Linked DNA regions of Sus scrofa: region 2 is linked to region 1. The links are chromatin contacts, called in public HiChIP or PLAC-seq maps. All regions are on one chromosome and are shown on one strand. The core of a region is the stretch at or near the end of the contact, and the rest is flanking DNA. Distances in the headings are between cores, read along the strand shown. Region 1 overlaps NFIA (nuclear factor 1 A-type). Region 2 has its middle 25 kb from the start of NFIA.

What was found. HiChIP or PLAC-seq counts read pairs in DNA pulled down with a chosen protein or histone mark.
Region 2: an H3K27ac HiChIP or PLAC-seq map of alveolar macrophages shows a contact between it and region 1. The contact joins two enhancer-like sites. A contact is called at or near these places in 2 of 2 datasets of contacts at active chromatin or transcription factors (alveolar macrophages and skeletal muscle).

Annotation. Positions count from the first base shown.
Region 1 is chr6:150,883,195-150,887,832 of Sscrofa11.1, reverse strand. The region is part of intron 9 of NFIA (nuclear factor 1 A-type); the gene reads left to right. Among named protein-coding and RNA genes, the nearest start is that of TM2D1, 270 kb to the right of the region's middle. Within about 2 kb of position 2,647, at least 1 of the 83 cell types and tissues checked has an H3K27ac peak or open chromatin away from gene starts, as enhancers often do. A contact at or near this core is called in alveolar macrophages, where this site is marked.
Region 2 is chr6:151,252,055-151,256,692 of Sscrofa11.1, reverse strand. No RefSeq gene overlaps it. Among named protein-coding and RNA genes, the nearest start is that of NFIA, 25 kb to the right of the region's middle. Within about 2 kb of position 2,477, at least 1 of the 83 cell types and tissues checked has an H3K27ac peak or open chromatin away from gene starts, as enhancers often do. A contact at or near this core is called in alveolar macrophages, where this site is marked.

The DNA.
Region 1 (4,638 bases), core at 1,398-3,897:
GGAATTATTGCTCCATGAATTAGAGGAAGAATAATTCTCCTGATATTTCCTGATATCTTAAAGATGACAAGGGACTAGAAATAGCTTGAACACATAAATTTGGCTTTTATTAGTACCTGAAACAATGACAAAAACTGGCGGCTGGAGCCAGAGTTCCCAGCTGAGGGATGGACTACCTAACCTTGACAGGGGGTGTGACGACCACCTTCTCTCAAGCTTTACAGAGGGATCAAAGTATAGGGAAGGATGGGAACTGTGGCGGTGACCCTAAGGTGAGGAGTTCTTCAAGGAGGTGAGGCTGGTTGCTAGAAATCTGCTGAGGAAAAGATGAGCATAGACCAGGAAAGAAGTGTTAAGATCAAGAACTTGGGCAGCAGTTATAGAAACTGAATGGAGGGGAGCACAAGAAGGGATTTTCATAGACGTAAGCTTTGGATTTAGACAACGTTTGGATGAATATAGTGAAGGATAATTCAGACCTCTCAGTACCAGAGACATGACCGTGTTGAGTAGAGGAGGGACAGGGCCAAAGAGAAAAAAATGAGCCTCTGTTGATACTGTGTTCATTGAATTTAATTTGGGGAACCCTGTATCCAAAATGTCTAGAGCCCTTTATGGTCATGGATGAGCTTTGGGTTATCCAGTACATAATTCATTTTGATAATGCATGCAGAATTGAGTGGCCTTGTGTGTGATTCTGGTTTTATAGCAAAAAAAAGGTTGAGAGTCCACGGACAATTTGAGGGAAGCTTACTTCTCTTGGTAAGAGGTGGTTCAACACTTTTCAACAAAGGAGAAAACCCTGAGTGTCCAATGACATAGGAAGCAAAGTAGGCTTGCTCTATGGATCTTGGAAGCTCAGCTTAGAAAAGAAGCCTCTGAGTATCAGAAGCTCGTAAGCTTCTTTAAACGAGTCAGAGAAATAACCATCCCCAAACTCTATTTAAATCTAGTCACTGGGGATATGGACTTACATCTTGACAACCATGTGTTTATTGTGCTCTGTACATGCCTCTGGGTACCACCTTTCTATCCATCTTCTCTCTATAGGTACAGGACTTTGGCAGAGTCCTTAAAAAGGCTTGTTTAAAGTTCTTCCTGTTCTATGTAAACATATCCTCACCTCCACTATCAATGTCTCATGTGTCTGTAGTGCATTTTCCAGTAATGGGGATGGAGCTTTTCTGAGGTACTATAGAGGAGCAGAAATACCATGTGCAACTGTTGAAGTCTGAAGGATAGGAGTTCAAATCCCCACCTTTCCCAACACTAGCTATGTCTCTTCCAACCCCAGTTTCCTCATCTGTAGAAAGTGGGTGATAAAACCTAGCTGGCAGGGTTATATGAAATCAGCCATGATAAGCCTTACCACCAAATAAATTGGAGCCTTTTATTATCTGCCAAACCCCTTATCTCGTGGAAGCCTCTAGGCTTGACTAATGAAGAGATATGTCTTCAGGACATGTAGGAGCTACTCAGGCCCTCCATCAAATTGATGTCTTTAGGTCCATTGTCTCGCCTCCACTCCATGGCCTGAATGTAATGCCTTATGTAAGAAGATACCCATCATCCTCTTGGGCCCAGACTCAAGCATTCTTTCAACATGATGGGAAGAAATGTGGATGTGTCTTGGTAGATCCAGTTCAAATGGTTGCATGTTCACTAGCACAGTGTTTAAAGATTTTGGGGGAAAGAACTTCAGGAGAGGGCTCCCAAAGTTTGACATACGCAATTTGATACTTAGTTTTTAAATCCTAGGATGCTAGGAATATAGACAAAACAAAGGTTTTTTTCCTACGGATGGCATAGAGAGGTTTTTATCATCATAAATTTTAGCCCTTATTTGTAGTCTTTTCTGGGGTTTGCTGAATTCACAGTAATATGTTGCTTCACAGCAATATATCAGCTGACCGTTTCTACTTTATTATTAAATAGTGGTAGTCTGGAAAACCTGCAATTTAGAGCATGAGAGAAGCCTCTCGAATTGAAAATCTCAAAGCCCAATGGTCCACACTGGGAAGAGATTTAAGGACCCTCACAAAAGAAATCCTCTTCCATTCCCTGATTGCTGAACCAACTGATTAACAAAATACAAGAAGAAAATCAGATGGAAGACCAGACTATACCCTCTACTATTAGAGAATTTATTTTTTAAATACAGGAAATTGTGTCTCTTAATCCTGAAACATTAGACAAACCCACCCAAGTTGCTGACAGTGCAGGACCACTGCAGGCTTGTGTGTGTGTGTGTGTGTGTGTGTGTGTGTGTGTGTGTGTGTGTGTCTGTGTGTGTAGGGGGTGGGGGTGGGAGGAGATCTGTCCTCCCATGTGGAGTTGAGGGAGGTCCAGGTGGCCCTGTGCTCCCTGCCAGCACCTGTCTCACCAAGAGAAAGAGGTGAGGAAGGGGTGGGAGGAGTCACGTCCAGTTTCTACTTCCACTCCCTGTAATAAGTGAAGGAGTGGCTAGGGGGCCAGAGTCTATGGGAGGGAAAAGATATCCGGGGTGAAGTAGGTCCTATCCCCTTGACATTCATCTTTGATGACTACCTCCTTTCATTCATTTATTCATCCTTCATATGCTGAGCATCTGTCATATGCCAAGGCCTGTGTTAGCTGCTTGAGATAGAGATGATTCATCCTTGCTCTAGAGAAACGTGGAATTTATCGCGGGAGACAGCTGGGACATGGGCAGTTCACACGGCAACATGAGGACAGAGGGATGCAGAGGTGCCGTGGGAGGACATGGGAGGGAGTTTGGTCCAGGGGCGGGGCCTCAGGTTAGATTTTTTTGGAGGAAGTGACTTCTAAGTTATTTAGCAGGAATATCATTCTGGTGTTTTAAGTCTGAGAGAGAAGGTAGAACATCCCTTCAGAAACCAGCTTGTGGGTGGAAGGAGGGAGTGTCTAAAATTGGAGTCCCACTGAATAAAAATTAGAGCAAAAGTATCATTTCATAAATTCAGTGCTTTCCTAGAAACTAAAACCACAGGATAGTTAGATCCTGTTTGTCTCTGTCAGTTTATTAGGGCTCAGCTTTCGCAAGAGGAAACATCGTGGCAGATGTTCGACATGCCAACAGTATGTCTGAAATGGAAGCTTTTTCAAAAACACTGGTCGTATAACCTAGGCCAGCCTTTGCTACTGATGGGTTTAAGATGACTTGTGACAAAATAAGATTTTCAAGATAAAAGTGGGAAATCATGCCCAAGATCTTCGGTTACCAGTTTTTCTGGACCCGGGCTCCCTTATCTGTTAATGGAAATAATACTAATTTACACACCGTCATAGGCAGATTGTCTGGACCGAGGTGACAGATGCGCTACGCTGGAGACAGTTAAAAGTCCAAGACATCATTTTTAATGTGCTCTTATAATGACACACAAATGGATGCCAGCCTAAAGCAGAATATGTATTTTTAAACTAATCAGTTGCCTCTGGCACCAATATGTAACTTTGCAGCTGTGGCCAGGAAAACAGAGGAAAGGCACATTTGGGGAGAAAACATTTGCCTATAAAATAAATGTATTTTAGTGGGAGAAATCCTTACCAGTGGCTTAAAAAACAGAGTAGTTAGGGTGGAAATAACAGTTCTGTCTCTCAAGGAGAACGTTCATATTGTTGATTCGTTCGAAGAAAGGTTGATATACTTAATGCCAGCTCTTTTTAGGATACCATGACAAAAAGAAGGAATAACCAGAAAGAGTAATTTACCACGGATGGATTCCATCCCCACTGAGTAACTACTTTTGTGGGTGTAGACACCTGGTGAGAAAATATCACTTCTTTCATTCATTCAGTGGATAATGATTGAGCATCCACTATGTGCCAAGCAGTATCCTAGATGCTAGGATTGTGTCGGAAATGATATAAAGTCCCTGGTTGTGTGGAGCTTTCGTTTTGGAGAGGAAATAATGATAATTACAACAATAGTAGGTAGGAATGATGGAAGATGGTGGGTACATAAGTGCTATGTAGGAAAAAGAAGTCCAGACTAGGGACTAGTGGGGGAAGGATACAAAGTTAAATAGGGGATTCCGAGAAGGCCTGTCTGAGAAGGTGCAGTTTGAACAAGGTCTGACAGAGGGGAGAGGGGGAGCCATGAGACTGTAGGTACTGTGGGGGGAGAGCTTTCCAAGCAGAAGGAGCAGCCAGCCGGCCTGCCATGTTTGAGGAACAGCCGGAGGCCAGTGTGGTGAGACCAGGGTGAAGGACTGAGTGAAAGTAGGGGGAGGCCAGGTCTGAGAGGCAACGTGGATGGAGGTGGACCTGTCTCGGAGCAGAGGGCGGGTGGCAGATGTTGGAGGTTCTTCCAGGCCATTGTCAGGACCTTGGCATTTGCTCTGAGTGAGATGGGGAGCAAAGGAGTATTGCTACCTAGGTTTCAGCAGAAACACTTTGAAGGTCTTGTTGAAAATAGATTTCAGGGGGCAGGAATTAAAGCAAGGGACCAGTTAAAAGGCTTTTTTTAAAGATCAGTAAGTACAATGAGTGTCTTTTCTACATGCCAGCCACTCTTCTAGACATAAGGGATCCAAAAGTGAACCAAGCAAATGGTCCCCTCCCCTTGGGGAGCTTACGCTCTAGATGGAGGAGACAAATAGTAATCAACAAATAAGTGAATTAGTAAGTTAGAGACTA
Region 2 (4,638 bases), core at 1,228-3,727, 370 kb before region 1:
CGTGACACTGACGAACGAGCTGGGCCCGCGGCTTTCTTTGGGAGAGTTGGGAGTCGCCCATCGCGAAGAATGTGGCTCTCGGGTTCCCAGGGAAACGTTCTGCCCCCACCGTTGCTACCGACTCCCCTCTCTTCCCAAACACCCCACAGCACGCACGTGTTTCCTCTTTCCCAGCCCGCGTGCCAGGAGGAGAGCCTAAGTTAGGGAAGGAACCTTCTGAGCACAGGGACGTCTGGATTTGTGGAGCCTTTTGTCTGCGGAGTCTGACTGCAGAGGAGCCTTTAGCCTTTTACGTTTGGGGTCTGAGGATGCCGCTATGGGGACCGAGGGAGAAGAACCTGGCTGAACCTGTCTCCCTTCACCCCCTTTGTCTTGTTTCTGCACCGGCCCTTTGGGGGGGGCGGGGGGGGGTGCTGAGGGCAGATTGGATGCTTACAAGCCACCAACAGATGTTTCTAGATAGTCGGCAATGTGTGAAGCACCAGCAATCACTGAGAATGAGAAAAGGAATTTGCAGGCTGATTAGAGAGTAAAATTCAAAAAAGGGATAAATTGTTTTAATATTTAAATGGTGCAGCCAGGCCTGAGTGTACAAACAAAGGGTGGGTAAAATTAGAATGGGCTATTGGAGTCTCGGAACTTCTATACCTGGCATTCCTGCAAGTGAATTGCAGGACAGAGGGGATTCTGTGTTGCCACAGCGCAGAAAACAGATACTTGATAAAGTTCGAGATGATAATACCAAGAAAAAGAGCCAAAAAGGTTGAGAAGGCTGAAGGGCCTAGAACTGAATGGATAAAATAGGAAAGGCTTGTGCTTTGGGGCCAGACTAGACTAGGTCTAAATCTTATTTTTACCTCTTGCAAATAGTAATGAGGAGTCTGTTCCCCTCTGTGAAATGGGATAATTATGCCTCAGTGTTGTGAGGGCTAGATGAGACCATGTCCTTGGCCATAATACATTCAGTATCAATATAACCCCTTCTTCTCTTTCACCATTTCAAGTGTTCTATGATCTCTAGGCTTCTTCAAGGTATTTTTAAAGACAATTCAAAGAAACGTGGCTCTGCCCCCTCGCTTAAATTCAGTCGCTTGTTGCCTCCAGACACTCGGAAGAGTCCATGCTATACTGTTCTCTTTTATAGCATCTAAATTTTTTGAAAATAGAGTTTTTACCATACGCTTCAACTGCAATCGACTTTCTGAGCAACTGTCCCATCAGATTGGTCTATCTAATGCCAATCCAATGTAACGTGGGCTTATTAGGCTCTGGCCAATGGCTTTGGCTGAAATCTCAAATTTCCATGAACAGGGGCAGTAGTTCATCTTCTCAAACAATCCCCACACCTGTCTGTTGTAAAGTGTCACTTTATTTTTATTTAGCATCTGCCTTCCCACTGCAGAGCCTACGCAGAACCACCTCTGGCCTGCACTTGACCTGGAGAGATACCCACATTCAGAGAAAGACTTGGGAAGGTCAAAAGCTCTGATTCAACACAGGTGTTATGAAGAATACTAATGAGTTTCAAAATGACCTGTAAACTGCATCCCCACTCTACCCTTTCATTATTAAAAGAGCCCTGGATTGCTCACTGCTGGGGAAAGTTATCAAAAAGTGAGGGCTAAGATCTCCAGATATACACCCATATACACATACCAACCAACATGTGCTTTGATGACATAGAAGCACAATTACACATCAGAGAATAAAACAGGTGTCTCCAAGATATACTGTTGTCTCTTATAAAATGTCTCATTATAAAATGAAGCCATAAGCTACAAGTCCCACCTTTCCCAGTCTTCTCCATTCATATATTTATATACCTATACCTAAAGATGATGAGTAAGATTCTAGGATGAAAATAATAATTTCATAAAAACATGTTAGCTCAACTTATGACTAGGATCTGTTCTTTTTATGGCTTTATTATGACAGAACTAAAGCATGGATCTAGGAAGCGGAAGAGAGGGAAAAGTTTCTTCCTTAAAGTTTAGAATATAAACCCCAGGAGAAATACCCCAGCATTTCTCCATATCTATGCTAGCACCCAGAACAATGTGGAACACATAAAATAAATATGTATTGGTTTCAACTGGTTTTTCTTTACAAAGCCCTCTTGCCTAATTACCAACTGGTCCCCCAAAACTGACAATCCAAGGCCTTCTGACCTTAAATTTGATAACTTTATGTGTGTGTGTTACACAGTGGGGTTTTCTTGCTAATGAATCTCCTGTGGCATCTGTTTCAAAATGAAAATGTATTACATTATTGGAAATGCTCTCGGTGTACAGAAGCTGTATAGAAGTGAAATGCAGTTAAAGTCTGGGCTCTTGACATTGCATTGGCAGAGAAACATCAAGCTGGACTCAGTAAAAGAAGAAAGTGGGGATGTGCATATTTACATCCAATACCCCAACCCAAAGCCTTATTTAACTTCCCTTTCAATGTTTCCTTATTCTCAAAAGTGAAAAGGAAGTGCTCTGGGTAGGACTGCTGGTTTGATTCAGTACTTTGGTAGGTAAGAAGGGGAACTAATGAGTAATTGCTACACCATGGAAAAACAAAAGAACTGAAAGGAGTACAATTTTCCTGCCTAAATAATCCAGCCCTTTCATCATAAACTGGTACTATTACATGGATAAAGGCCAGAAAAATACTTATTATAAATAATTTTTGTAACCAAATCAACAAAGCACTCTACTATAGGTCAAATGCTAGAATTTGGCAATAGCTACATTATACCAACCTTTTCAATGTAACACTATTTGGTGTGTGTGTGCGCGCACGCTTTTTAGGGCCGCACTTGCGGCATATGGAGATTCCCAGACTAGGGGTCCAGTCTGAGCTACAGCTGCTGGCCTATATGCCACAGCCACAGCAATATCAGTTCTGAGCCGGTCTTGTGTCTTTGACCTACACCACAGCTCACAGCAATGCTGGATCCTTAAACCACTGAGCAAGGCCAGGGATCGAACCCACAACCTCATGGTTCCTAGTTGGATTCATTTCTGCTGTGCCATAATGGGAATTCTACAAGAGTATTTGTTGTAATGAGATTTGGTGGGTTCCATCATTAAATAAATGTTATTCATATTTATAAAAGTATACAGATCAACTCATTCCTTGGCTTCTCCATTGCACCCCTGCCCACTTCTCCCATGGTCAATATTTCATTAGGAAACACTGTAATACTCTACCATTACTAAAGGTTCTAGACGCCGTCATTTACTACACCTTCAACATGGAGAAACCATCAAGGTGTCCACTTCTCCAGGTGACCTTTCCCAAACTTGTATGTGTGCCCCAAAGCTAGTTGGGAATATGCTCAGTTTTGGTGCAGTAGAAGGTTCGTGGATGTATAGTCGGAAGATCAGGGCTCCTCATGACCTGGCTCCACCACTTCTCTGTAGGACATTAAATGATGCCCTGGGTCTCCCTGAACCGAGCTCTCCTCTTCTGTGAAGGGAGATCTTGAAGTCCTGCTTCACAGACATGATATGAGAATCACATGAGACCTGAGAATCACATGTGAAATTCCTAATATATATAACCAAGCACATAGTAGGTGCTTAATAAATTGATGTCAAAGGTAGATTCTGAAATACAGATCTAGAGCTGCTAAGTTGGAAATTTTCTTTAAAGAAAAAAAAAAAAAGGTACCAGCTATGGCTTGTATCCCCACGTCTTTGTTTTCACATCTTCAATATGGGAAAAACATATGCCATATAAGTGATAAAATTAAATGAGGTAATAGTAAATAGCAATACTAAGTGATGCATAAATATAATATGTTATTATATGTCTATAAGAAGGGGGTTAGCTAGAGAGCAGTTGTCAAAACTTCCACTAACTGGTCCTTCTATCCTAATCAGACACTCACACCTCTTTGACTCTCTCTATCCTCTTCAAAGGCCCTAATCTTCAACAAACAGAAAGAAGCTAGACAAAGTCTTATAAGTTAGATTTCCTAGGTTAAAAGACAGTTTTTCCATATTAGAAATCGATGAAATCTCCCTCTAGAAGGCACCTGCAGTTTCTCATCTACATTATCTCGTTTAATTCTAGAAAAGACCCTGTCAGGCAGGCACCACTATACCTCTTTTAAGGGATGAAGAAACCAAGGATTGGAAAGATCAAGCAACTTGTCCACGGCCACACAGCCACTCTTCTCAGCGAAACAAGCTGCATTTTCTAAGACCAGCCTAGAAGAGGGACTTTGGTCCATGAATCCTCCAACTCCTGTATTTACTACCTCAATTCCTCATTCCCTAAAAGCTCATTCTCAGTGCCCTCAGAACTCTTGCTGCTGCCAGTAGATCCATAACTCTGGAGCTCAGAACTCAGACTCAGGAGCGGGAGATGGCCCTGGAGAAAACAGGGTCCTGCTCCCCTGGGTGGCTTTCCTTGACGGGCTGTCTCCCTTTCTCCCTCCTGCTATCCGAAACTTGCCTGTAGGTGGCGCCCTGATTCGCGGGGAACTTGGAGGGCGAGGACGCGGGTCACCAGCTGCCTCCCCTCAAGGCCAGTTTAAATAGTCCCTTGGCTGCAGCTCAGCACAGGAACCCTGGTAATGTGGTTGTGCCCTTCCCCCGCCCGGTCTCTCTTCCTCTCCCCACTGCCCCTCCCCTCCCCTCTCCC